Linked DNA regions of Mus musculus: region 1 is linked to region 2. A link is a contact called in public capture Hi-C data. All regions are on one chromosome and are shown on one strand. Each heading gives the region's core, a stretch centred on a gene start, on an enhancer-like site or on the middle of the called end of the contact. The rest is flanking DNA. Distances are from core to core; before and after follow the strand shown.

The links. Capture Hi-C pulls out chosen DNA fragments and counts their contacts.
Region 1: a contact with region 2 is called in a capture Hi-C map of embryonic stem cells, with 6 times the contacts expected there. The contact joins the promoter of Styk1 here to the promoter of Clec1a in region 2.

Annotation. Positions count from the first base shown.
Region 1 is chr6:131,309,999-131,315,219 of GRCm38.p6, forward strand. Styk1 (serine/threonine/tyrosine kinase 1) reads right to left here and starts at 3,829. Exons shown (of 9, transcript NM_172891.2): 1 at 2,921-3,829; 2 at 2,453-2,587; 3 at 935-1,201; 4 at 1-66. The coding sequence starts at 2,984.
Region 2 is chr6:129,450,538-129,455,909 of GRCm38.p6, forward strand. Clec1a (C-type lectin domain family 1, member a) reads right to left here and starts at 1,463. Exons shown (of 6, transcript NM_175526.3): 1 at 1,067-1,463. The coding sequence starts at 1,178.

The DNA.
Region 1 (5,221 bases), core at 2,579-5,078, 1.9 Mb after region 2:
TCCCCAGGTACTGATAGAATTGGATTCGTCCTATAAAATCCTGGACCTCCTGGAGTCCAACTGGATCTGTGAAAAACAGAACATTGGGGGGGGGTGGTCAGTGAATGGTCAAGTACAGCTGATAAATAAAAGGCAAGGAGCAAAAGGCACATGCAGTTGGTGGTATTCAAACAGTGGAAGAATTACAGTCATAAAGGGGACAGAAGGGAGGACCACCTAGAAGACAGTAATGCTCAGTCGCCCATCTTTTAACAGAAATAAAGTGTCAGGGTCTTAAACATGGACTGGTTTTCACCTCCTTGAATAAACAGTGTCCTGGTCATATTACAACATCATCATCTGGGAGTTTGATAGATATTTTTGATTATGTTTAGCCCTTCCTTGTTTTATGTTCTATGTGTCCAATGCTAGTTGAGAAAGAGAAAGGAAAGGGAGGAAAAGAGACACAGTATCAAGAAAGGATATAAGAGCCAAAAATGGTGAAAGCAGGTGACCAGGGAAGTCTGAGAGCTTTTCAGTCACAATGGAAAAAGAACCAACACCTGCAAGTTCACCTCAAACCTCATACTTGTACAGCACACACCTGCACTCACACATATATGCCATGCACACACACAACAAAGTAATTTTTAAAAGGTATTTTAGTTAATAACAAATAATAAAAATAAAACAGCAAAGGAAAATGAAGAAATAATCTCATAATCCAAGGCCAAGTAGCATCTAGTATGGAAATGACTACTTGACAGGCTTCAGTAGGTAACGGTGAGCTATAGATCCAAAGACCCAGGAAGAACAACTCTGCATCAAGCTTCCCTTATACACAATTATAAGCATGTGTGCTAATAGGCTTCTTAATGTTTCCAGTCTCAGTATTTACAGGGATGGGCTCACAGCAGAGAAGTAAAAGGGGAGAGAAATTGATTTTCTACTTTACCTTCTAAAGCCTTAAGGACCACACTTTTTGGCTTAGGGTGATCCTTGGTGGTCATTGTTGCATGATAGAGGGTCCCACAACTACCACTGTGGATTTGCTCCAGAACCTCCAAGAGCTGTTCCCTGGGCACCTGCAGCTTAGCCAGGCGGGGTGTGGCCGCTCGCAGAAAGCCCTCCACTGAGGTCTCCTTAAGAGGCAGAAGTACTTTTTCTCCATGTCCTGCTGCCTCCTGGCTTCTGCCCCTAGATGCAGGTACAGAGGCAGTGCCTAGAACAAAGAGGTAATGTCCATCAACTGCCCCTGCCCTGGGGACACCAGAAAAGCAGATTGAATAAAGTGGCTAGGAAAATTTCTCTACAACTAATACAAGGACATCTTCTGATGCTTCTCAGTGAATGAATACCAACACTGAGCTTTACAATGGTCATAATAATTTCATTCCTTGTAGAAAACTAAAGATGAAGCCCTTGAAAGTGGTCATTTTTTTTTAATAATCCTTGGGATTATCTTCAGTGTTCCCCATGGGTATAGCACCAAGACAGGACAGTTCTAAAACGAAATCCACACCACAGGTACCAAAATATTGCAGTTACTACCAGCAGGGATAGCCTTTAAGTCAGTCATATGACTTCCAAAATTATATCCATAAGCTGTAGTTTTTCTTTCTTCAGGTTGCTCTCAAATGTGGAATCATTTTATATTCTCATGAATCATAGTCAAAAGATCTTCTGAGACTACCTTCCATCCACAGCTACCATTACAACTGGCTAAGAAAGTTTCCTTCTGGTATTTCTAATAATTTGTTAATCAATCAATCTGTTCAGTAAATATCACCATATACCATATGCACTCTCTGAGTTGAGGATAGACAAAGTTCAGATCTACCTAAGATTAGTTTTCAATCATAGAGCATATAGCATTAAGAATGAATGAGACAGTGTGTTAGGAGGGGAAATAGCAAGAGGAGATACTATTTTATCTATAGATGCCAAATATAGGCCTTTTAGATAGGGTAACATTTAATAAAGACCTAGAAGCAATTACAGAGCAAACCATGATGACACTGTAGCACATGGAACAAGATGTATGAAGGCACTAAGAGAAGGATACACTTAGGATGTTTAAGGAGCAGCAAAGAAGGCAGTACAGAGGGAGCCAAGTGGGATGGCTGGACAGATGTGGAAGACAGAGGGGCCAGATCATACAGGGCCCTAGGAAGAACCTTACTATATTCTCTTCTGTGAAACACAGCGAACTGATGGAGGGCTTTAAAATATATGAGCTGAGAGACCAATCAAGGCCTTCATGGATTATTCTGTGTTATCAAGGGAAAACTAGGTCACTATAGAGTTGGGATCAGGTAGAGAGAAAATCATTGGACATGAGAGATATTGAGCGGCTTGGGCTTATCATTTGTAAGATCTGACTATGGGATGGGCCTATTGAAAACCTGGGTTATGATTTTCTTAAAATCAATCGTCCCTGAACCCATGCCTACCCCTAGAGTTTGAGCCTTACCTCGGGGTCCAGGGCTCTGCCTTTGGGATCTCTGTCCTCTGATAAAAAGCCACAGGATGATTGCAAGAAGGATGAGAAAGCCGCCAACCAGGAGAGCCGGAACAATGATTACTTCATACTGCTTCTCTCGGACAACTGTGTAGGCCATAAATGGGGATAGAAGTAAGAATCCTGCCACAGTTCCCCCTACCCAGCATGCCTCAGTGCTCCTGAGTTCTCTTCATTCCCTTCAATGGAGACCCATGGAGGCCAACCTTAACCAGACACTAACCCTGTGGTTTAGACCATCAAGGATCTTTTTTTGTTATTTCTGATTGGCATGTCACCCTCACCCTATAAAAATGATGCCTTCCACCCCCTATTCATTTCCACTAGAAGTGAAACCACCCTCCTCCTGTAGAAACATCCAGAAATCAGTCTCTATTGTTCTGGCATCCGGTTACAGGCAGATGTGGTATCTGCATTTACCACACAGCTTGTCACTGAGACTGCATTCCAACAACACCCGGCTCAGGTGACCCTTCTCTCCCATGGCCACAGGGCCAACCTCCTCTGTTAGGCGCACAGAGGATGCACGGAGCACAGCGGCAGTGGTGCAGTATTTCCAAAGACTTCGTTATTATTCTAGGGAAAAAAAACAAAAAACATAAAACAAAAAACAGCACATGTAGAAAATTTAAATATACCTATGACACTCTAGTTACTAAGCACATAGTGTCTTTTCTGAGCCACCCACTCCTCTCTGCTCTTTTTTCTAAAATTCAGTCTGAAAAACATTCATTTCCCCCCAATGCATTTTACTTTCTCTCTTTTGCAACTTTCCAGCCTTGCTCCTTTTTTCATTGTTATTGAAAGTATTGTAAAGGCACCCTAGACTTATGTGATCATGCTGAAGTAGGGACCCGCCGAACCATCCTGACTGCTGATAAATATCTACCCCTGCTACAATCTTGAAGCATGTTAAATTCATTTCAGCTGCATGTCACATTTTTGTACATAACATTTCATTCCACCTTTATCCAAACCATTGTCTGAATAAATATATATGGCAAATGCCAAGAGATGATTTATGCTTTTTTTACATACAACATATAAATATTTTATTTTACATCAACCAACTGAAATATAATGTAGGAACAATTTCCAATAAGTTCAGTGGGACTTTGTGGGGGCTGGATGGAGACAGAGTTTCTCTGTGTAGCCCTGGTTATCTTAGAACTCACTGTGTAGACCAGGCTGGCCTTGAACTCCAGAGATCTACCTGCCTCTGCTTCCCTTTAATTTTAAAGCAGAGTTTCATGTAAAGTTACAAGTACACAACAGATGTGTCCTCTTTCTCTGTATCCCTCACCCAGTTCCCCCAATGACCACATATTAATGTAACTATGCAATACCAAAACAAGGCAACTCACACCTGCAAAAACAGCACTCTAGAGACAAAGACAGCAAGATGGCAAGTTAGAAGCCAGCCTGTGGCTACCTAGTAAGTTCCCTGTCTACCTTAGTATGTGTGTGATCTCTGTATACCCCAGCATAACTGCTCTGTCTCAAGCTCTAGCTAGCACTGTCTCCTGAACGACACTCACGCCCTCCTGTATTACACCTAACTCCTGGTAACAAGGAATCTGTCTCATCCCTGTATTATTTTGTCATCATATTATATAAATGGAATCATACAATAACACATGTGAGATCACCTTTCTCACTTGTATTATTGTCCTTGAAATCCATCCCAGATCAATAGTGACTTTATTGTCTTCACTGAGAAGTGGTATAACCATCCTGGAAGGAGCCATCAGATTGCCAAGGCATTACCCCCAAAGTTGGAATTTCCATACAAATCTCATGTTGAAGGAAAGGGCTGAAGCCTGATGTCAGTTTTTGCTTGCCTATTCTGATTTACTTGCACCCTCTGAAGAATTAAATAGACATCATTTATTAACAAAAGCTTTTTGGTCCCTTAGCTCTGAAAGCTTATGTGGACCTCCTCAATACCTATCAGAGGTAGTTCAACAAACCCACATTCTAACCAGGTCCTATACTATAGAAAGTGTCACTATAGAAAGAGCCATCTTTTTTTTTTCTCCTTTAAATAAAAAGGAAATACATCTATATGAAAATGTGCTTCAAACAAACATAGGGCTGGGGAGATGATTTAATATGTAAATTGCTAGCTGTGACTGCCTGAGAACCCAAGTTTGGATCCCTGGAATTTGTGTATCCCAGCCTTCCTGGATGAGAGGCAGAAAAACGGAGCACCTCTAAAGCTCACAGGCCTGCTAGCCTGCTGCACACTGCAGGTGAAACAACAAACAGAGCCTGGAACAAGAGGTCTGATATCAGACGATGTCCTTCACAATAATGTAGTGGCATGCAGACACTCACACATGAATTTAAAATCATAATGTAAAATATTGTAGCATAAAAATGTTTCCTGCTCCAGTTAACAATTCTCCAAATAGATTACAGTGACTAGTTTCTTGTTTACTGTTGTAGATTCTTTTTATTAGTAATCTGCTTTGTCCTTTGGAAGTTTCATACAAGTATATAATGCATTTTGGTCCTCTCCCACAAAATACACACACACACATTTTCCTCCTGCCTCTTCCTTACAACACTCCTTCCTTTATACATTAGTTTGTTGGGTTTTTGCTTCTTTTTATTATTATTATTATTTTTTTTATACCCACAGGGTTTAACTTGGGCCACCTGTGTGACCCTACATCACCAATGGGGTGCATAACTGTGTGCTTTGCCTCTCTCTCAGCT
Region 2 (5,372 bases), core at 213-2,712:
CAGGATGCAATCTGCACTACTGAGTGGGGTCTTAGCTCTAGAACCAAGTGGACTGTCTGCTGTAGACCAACCAGATAAATCCTTATGTGTGTGGATTATGAAAATGAGTAGAACTGGAAAATTCCACCCTATTGTAAAATAAATAACGGTAACAAAAATAGTAAGACATAAGCCAAATTAAATGTCTTCTAAGTATGATTTAATAATTTCAATATTTTTAAATAAAAGAGCAAAGGGGGACAGAATATGCTGGTGCCTGCTTATAACCCAGCTACTGAGGAAACAGTGATAGGAAGGTCACAGGTTTGAGGCCAGTAGACAACTTAGGAAGATACTGTCTCCCACTGAATTAAACCAAGTCTACAGAGTAGCTCAGTTTTATGCTGTTCCTTCCAGAGGAAAACCCTAGGTTTAATCTCAGTCACAAATCCCAGAATTTCATACCTAAGGGGAAACGAAACATTAGGATTTACTTCCGATGTCCTTGATAAAACAAAGGGTGAAACCAATACCTGACTCTGACATGCCTCCTCCAAGATCTTGCAGATTCAAGATGCAGAGATTCGAACAAATACCCGAGTTAATTTGCCTCCTTGGAAATCTTTCCTTTAAAGTTAAGACTTCAAAACGGACAAAAAACGAAATGGTCATTTTTATTACCCTAAATTTCCAAATCCCATCGCAGGTGACAGTCCACATGGACAACAACAAGCTGGCCTGATTTGGCCTTTCTGAGAAAGGAAAAGGAAACAATGTTGCTTTAAGGTATTCACCATCTCTTCTTTCCATGCTGTCTCTAATTGGAAGGCTCACATTCTCTCCTTGCAAAATGCTAAGCCAGCAATACAGTGTTAGAGAATCAGACCCCCGTGTGTATGCTGGTTCCATTTTTCAAATGTTACATTCGTGTAGACAAGTTGTGCAAAGTGCAGTTACCTCTCACTGTAAGCTATGGGAAGATTCCCTCCCTTCACTCAGCCTTGCTCATGCCTAGGAAAAGTGCCTCATCTCACGATTTTCTCCAGAGCTCTGCTCTGCTTGGATTCGGGGAGACAGAAGCAAGTACCTGAGTGCCTGGGCTCTGCACGTCTGGTGACAGTGGAGGTTCCAGAATACAGGCTTATGGTGGTATCATCATCATCGAGCATGTCCCTTGTGCTGCTGTATTTGGCCTGCATCCTGATTCCTGCAGAGATGCCGGTGAGATGTGCTCAGATTGCTCGAGAGGCCGCCTGTCTACCCTCAGATACCTCAGGAAACCAGGCACTGAGAGGCATTCTTAATAGTCTTTCCCTGCAAGCAGCAAGGGAAGCCTCTGACTCCAGTTCCTGCATGGAGAGACCCGGCCCCTCCCCTCTGAGCCTGTATTCAGAATGCCAAGTTAGTCTGGCTGAGGGGAAATCGCGTGTTTCTGGCTGGGCGGTCTGTGAACAGTTATTAAAATATCCGCCTTTTACAGACCCTGTGTGTATCTGCTTACAAATCTTTCAGAGTTGCAAGGTGGGGATGTGATGACCCCTCCTAGTAGCACTGAAGGTCCTCTGAGTCTAAAGCATAATCAGAACTGGAATTTTTTTTTCCCCAGTATGCATCACAATCTGATTACTCACCTGTACCTTTGGGGAAGGAGGAGAGACTCTTCCTGTCTCCAAAGGCAGAGAGCAACGCATTATTCACTGGGTGTCCCGAAGCAGACCCCCTGAGAGCATCCCAATCGATTTTAGTTTTTTATTTTACTCAAAAAGAAAGTGAAAGCTATTTAGGTGAAGTGATTTCTTTGGAGGTCACATAGCTGGCTAGGGTACGATTAGCTCTGAAAGGTCACCCCTGTTGTCCACTTCATATCCTTTCTTCTTACAGTATTCGGACTTGGTTTAACATTTTATAGCGCACCAGGCACACTGTGATCACAAGCAATCCCATGCTTTATTAGCAGTCCCGATTTACAGCGCTGTTATTAACTACTATGCTGGGAAGACAACTAGCTGTGTGTTCCTATAGTTGTAAGATAAGAAATGAGAAAATTGTCTCGGTCTATGTCCAGCCTTACTCCTGAAGCAGAACAGTATAATCTATTATTTGTCATGTTTATGTGAGTGCGTTGGAATAACTGAATACCTGAGACCAGATCATTCATACAAAATGAAAAAAATGTTTCTCATATTTCTGACTCAAGATCAAAGTGTTGACAAATTCATTGTTGAGGGGAGGGATGCATTCTCTAAGAGAGATACTGTACCATCATATAGTGGAAAGTGTGCGGTCAGGCCAGTAAATCAATCTATCTATCTATCATCTATCTATCTATCTATCTATCTATCTATCTATCTATCTATCTATCTATCTATCTATCACATACATATCTAGTTTACACAACTTACACACAGACACATACATATACATGTATACACACATATATGTATATATGTATGTATATATATAGGTATATATGTATATATATGTACATATGTATATATATATACATACACATATATATATATGTACACACACACACACACACACACACACACACGAGTTATTGTACTCTCATCACTCTACCAAAGCTGTTCTATATAGGTAATGCCTGGATAAAATAAGCACACTAAATACCACCTAGGGTAGAAACAGAGTTAGAGCAGCCAGAGCCTATAAAAGACCACCAGAAACTACAGACTGTGAATTTTCTTTGTTTCAAGCTGAAAGTTATTCATCTAATTATTATAATTTTAAGATGAGGAATAACAAAAACCATTTATTGAATAATGACTGGTTGAAAAGTTGGAGATAAAAATGTTTCTTTTTGCTTTGGGTTAGGCATTGAAGGTCAAGGTATGTAAGGCACAGAGTGTAATGACATATTAAGAAGATATAAATGTTAAAACTTATAGAGTAGCTGTGGTAGTACACATTTGGAACTCCAGCATTCACAGGACTGACCAGGTGGATCTCAAGTTCTTCTTTTTTTTAAATTATTTTTTTAATTAGGTATTTTCCTCAATTACATTTCCAATGCTAGCCCAAAAGTCCCCCATGCCCTCCCCCCATTCCCCTACCAACCCATTCCCACTTTTTGGCCCTGGCATTCCCCTGTACTGGGACATATAAAGTTTGCAATTCCAATGGGCCTCTCTTTCCAGTGATGGCTGACTAGGCCATCTTTTGATACATATGCAACTAGAGTCAAGAGCTCCGGGGTACTGGTTAGTTCATATTGTTGTTCCACCTATAGGGTTGCAGATCCCTTTAGCTCCTTGGGTACTTTCTCTATCTCCTCCATTGGGGGCCCTGTGATCCATCGAATAGCTGACTGTGAACATCCACTTCTGTGTTTGCTAGGCCCCGGCCTAGTCTCACAAGAGACAGCTATATTAGGGTCCTTTCAGCAAACACTTGCTAGTGTATGCAATGGTGTCATAGTTTGGAAACTAATTATGGGATGGATCCCTGGATATGGCAGTCTCTAGATGGTCCATCCTTTTGTCTCAGCTCCAAACTTTGTATCTGTAACTCCTTCCATGAGTGATTGTTTCCAATTTTAAGAAGTGGCAAAGTGTCAACACTTTGGTTGTCGTTCTTCTTCAGTTTCATGTGTTTTTCAAATTGTATCTTATATCTCGGGTATACTAAGTTTCTGGGCTAATATCCACTTATCAATGAGTACATATCATTTGAGTTCTTTTGTGATTGTGTTAACTCACTCAGGATGATGCTCTTCAGGTCCAACCATTTGCCTAGGAATTTCATAAATTCATTCCTTTTAATAGCTGAGTAGTACTCCATTGTGTAAATGTACCACATTTTTTGTATCCATTCTTCTGTTCAGGGGCATCTGGGTTCTTTCCAGCTTCTGGCTATTATATATAAGGCTGCTATGAACATAGTGGAGCAGGTGGCCTTCTTACCAGTTGGGACATCTTCTGGATATATGCCCAGGAGAGGTATTGCGGGATCCTCCAGTAGTACTATGTCCAATTTTCTGAGGAACCGCCAGACTGATTTCCAGAGTGATTGTACGAGCTTGCAACCCCACCAACAATTGAGGAGTGTTCCTCTTTCTCCACATCCTTGCCAGCATCTGCTGTCACCTGAATTTTTGATCTTAGCCATTCTGACTGGTGTGAGATGGAATCTCAGGGTTGTTTTGATTTGCATTTCTCTGATGATTAAGGATGCTGAACATTTTTTCAGGTGCTTCTCAGCCATTCGGTATTCCTCAGGTAAGAATTCTTTGTTTAGTTGAGCCCCATTTTTAATGGGATTATTTGATTTTCTGGAGTCCACCTTCTTGAGTTCTTTATATATATTGGATATTAGTCTCCTCTCTGATTTAGGATAGGTAAAGATCCTTTCCCAATCTGTTGGTGGCCTTTTTGTCTTATTGACGGTGTCTTTTGCCTTGCAGAAGCTTTGCAGTTTTATGAGGTCCCATTTGTCAATTCTTGATCTTACAGCACAAGCTATTGCTGTGCTATTCAGGAATTTTTCCCCTGTGCCCATCTCTTCGAGGCTTTTCCCCACTTTCTCCTCCATGAGTTTCAGTGTCTCTGGTTTTATGTGGAGTTCCTTGATCCACGTAGATTTGACCTTAGTACAAGGAGATAGAAATGGATCAATTCACATTCTTCTACATGACAACCACTAGTTGTGCCAGCACCATTTGTTGAAAATGCTGTCTTTCTTCCACTGGATGGTTTTAGCTCCCTTGTCGAAGATCAAGTGACCATAGGTGTGTGGGTTCATTTGTGGGTCTTCAATTCTATTCCATTGGTCTACTTGTCTGTCACTATACCAGTGCCATGCAGTTTTTATCACAATTGCTCTGTAGTAAAGCTTTAGGTCAGGCATGGTGATTCCACCAGAGGTTCTTTTATCCTTGAGAAGAGTTTTTGCTATCCTAGGTTTTTTGTTATTCCAGATGAATCTGCCGATTACCCTTTCTAATTCGTTGAAGAATTGAGTTGGAATTTTGAATCTGTAGATTGCTTTTGGCAAGATAGCCATTTTTACTATATTGTTCCTGCCAATCCATAAGCATGGGAGATCTTTCCATCTTCTGAGATCTTCTTTAATTTCTTTCTTCAGAGACTTGAAGTTCTTATCATACAGATCTTTCACTTCCTTAGAGTCACACCAAGGTATTTTATATTATTTGTGACTATTAAGAAGGGTGTTGTTTCCCTAATTTCTTTCTCAGCCTGTTTATCCTTTGTGTAGAAAAAGGCCATTGACTTGTTTAAGTTAATTTTATATCCAGCTCCTTCATTGAAGCTATTTATCAGGCTTAGGAGTTCTCTGGTGGAATTTTTAGGGTCACCTATATATACTATCATATCATCTGCAAAAAGTGATATTTTGACTTCATTTTTTTTCCA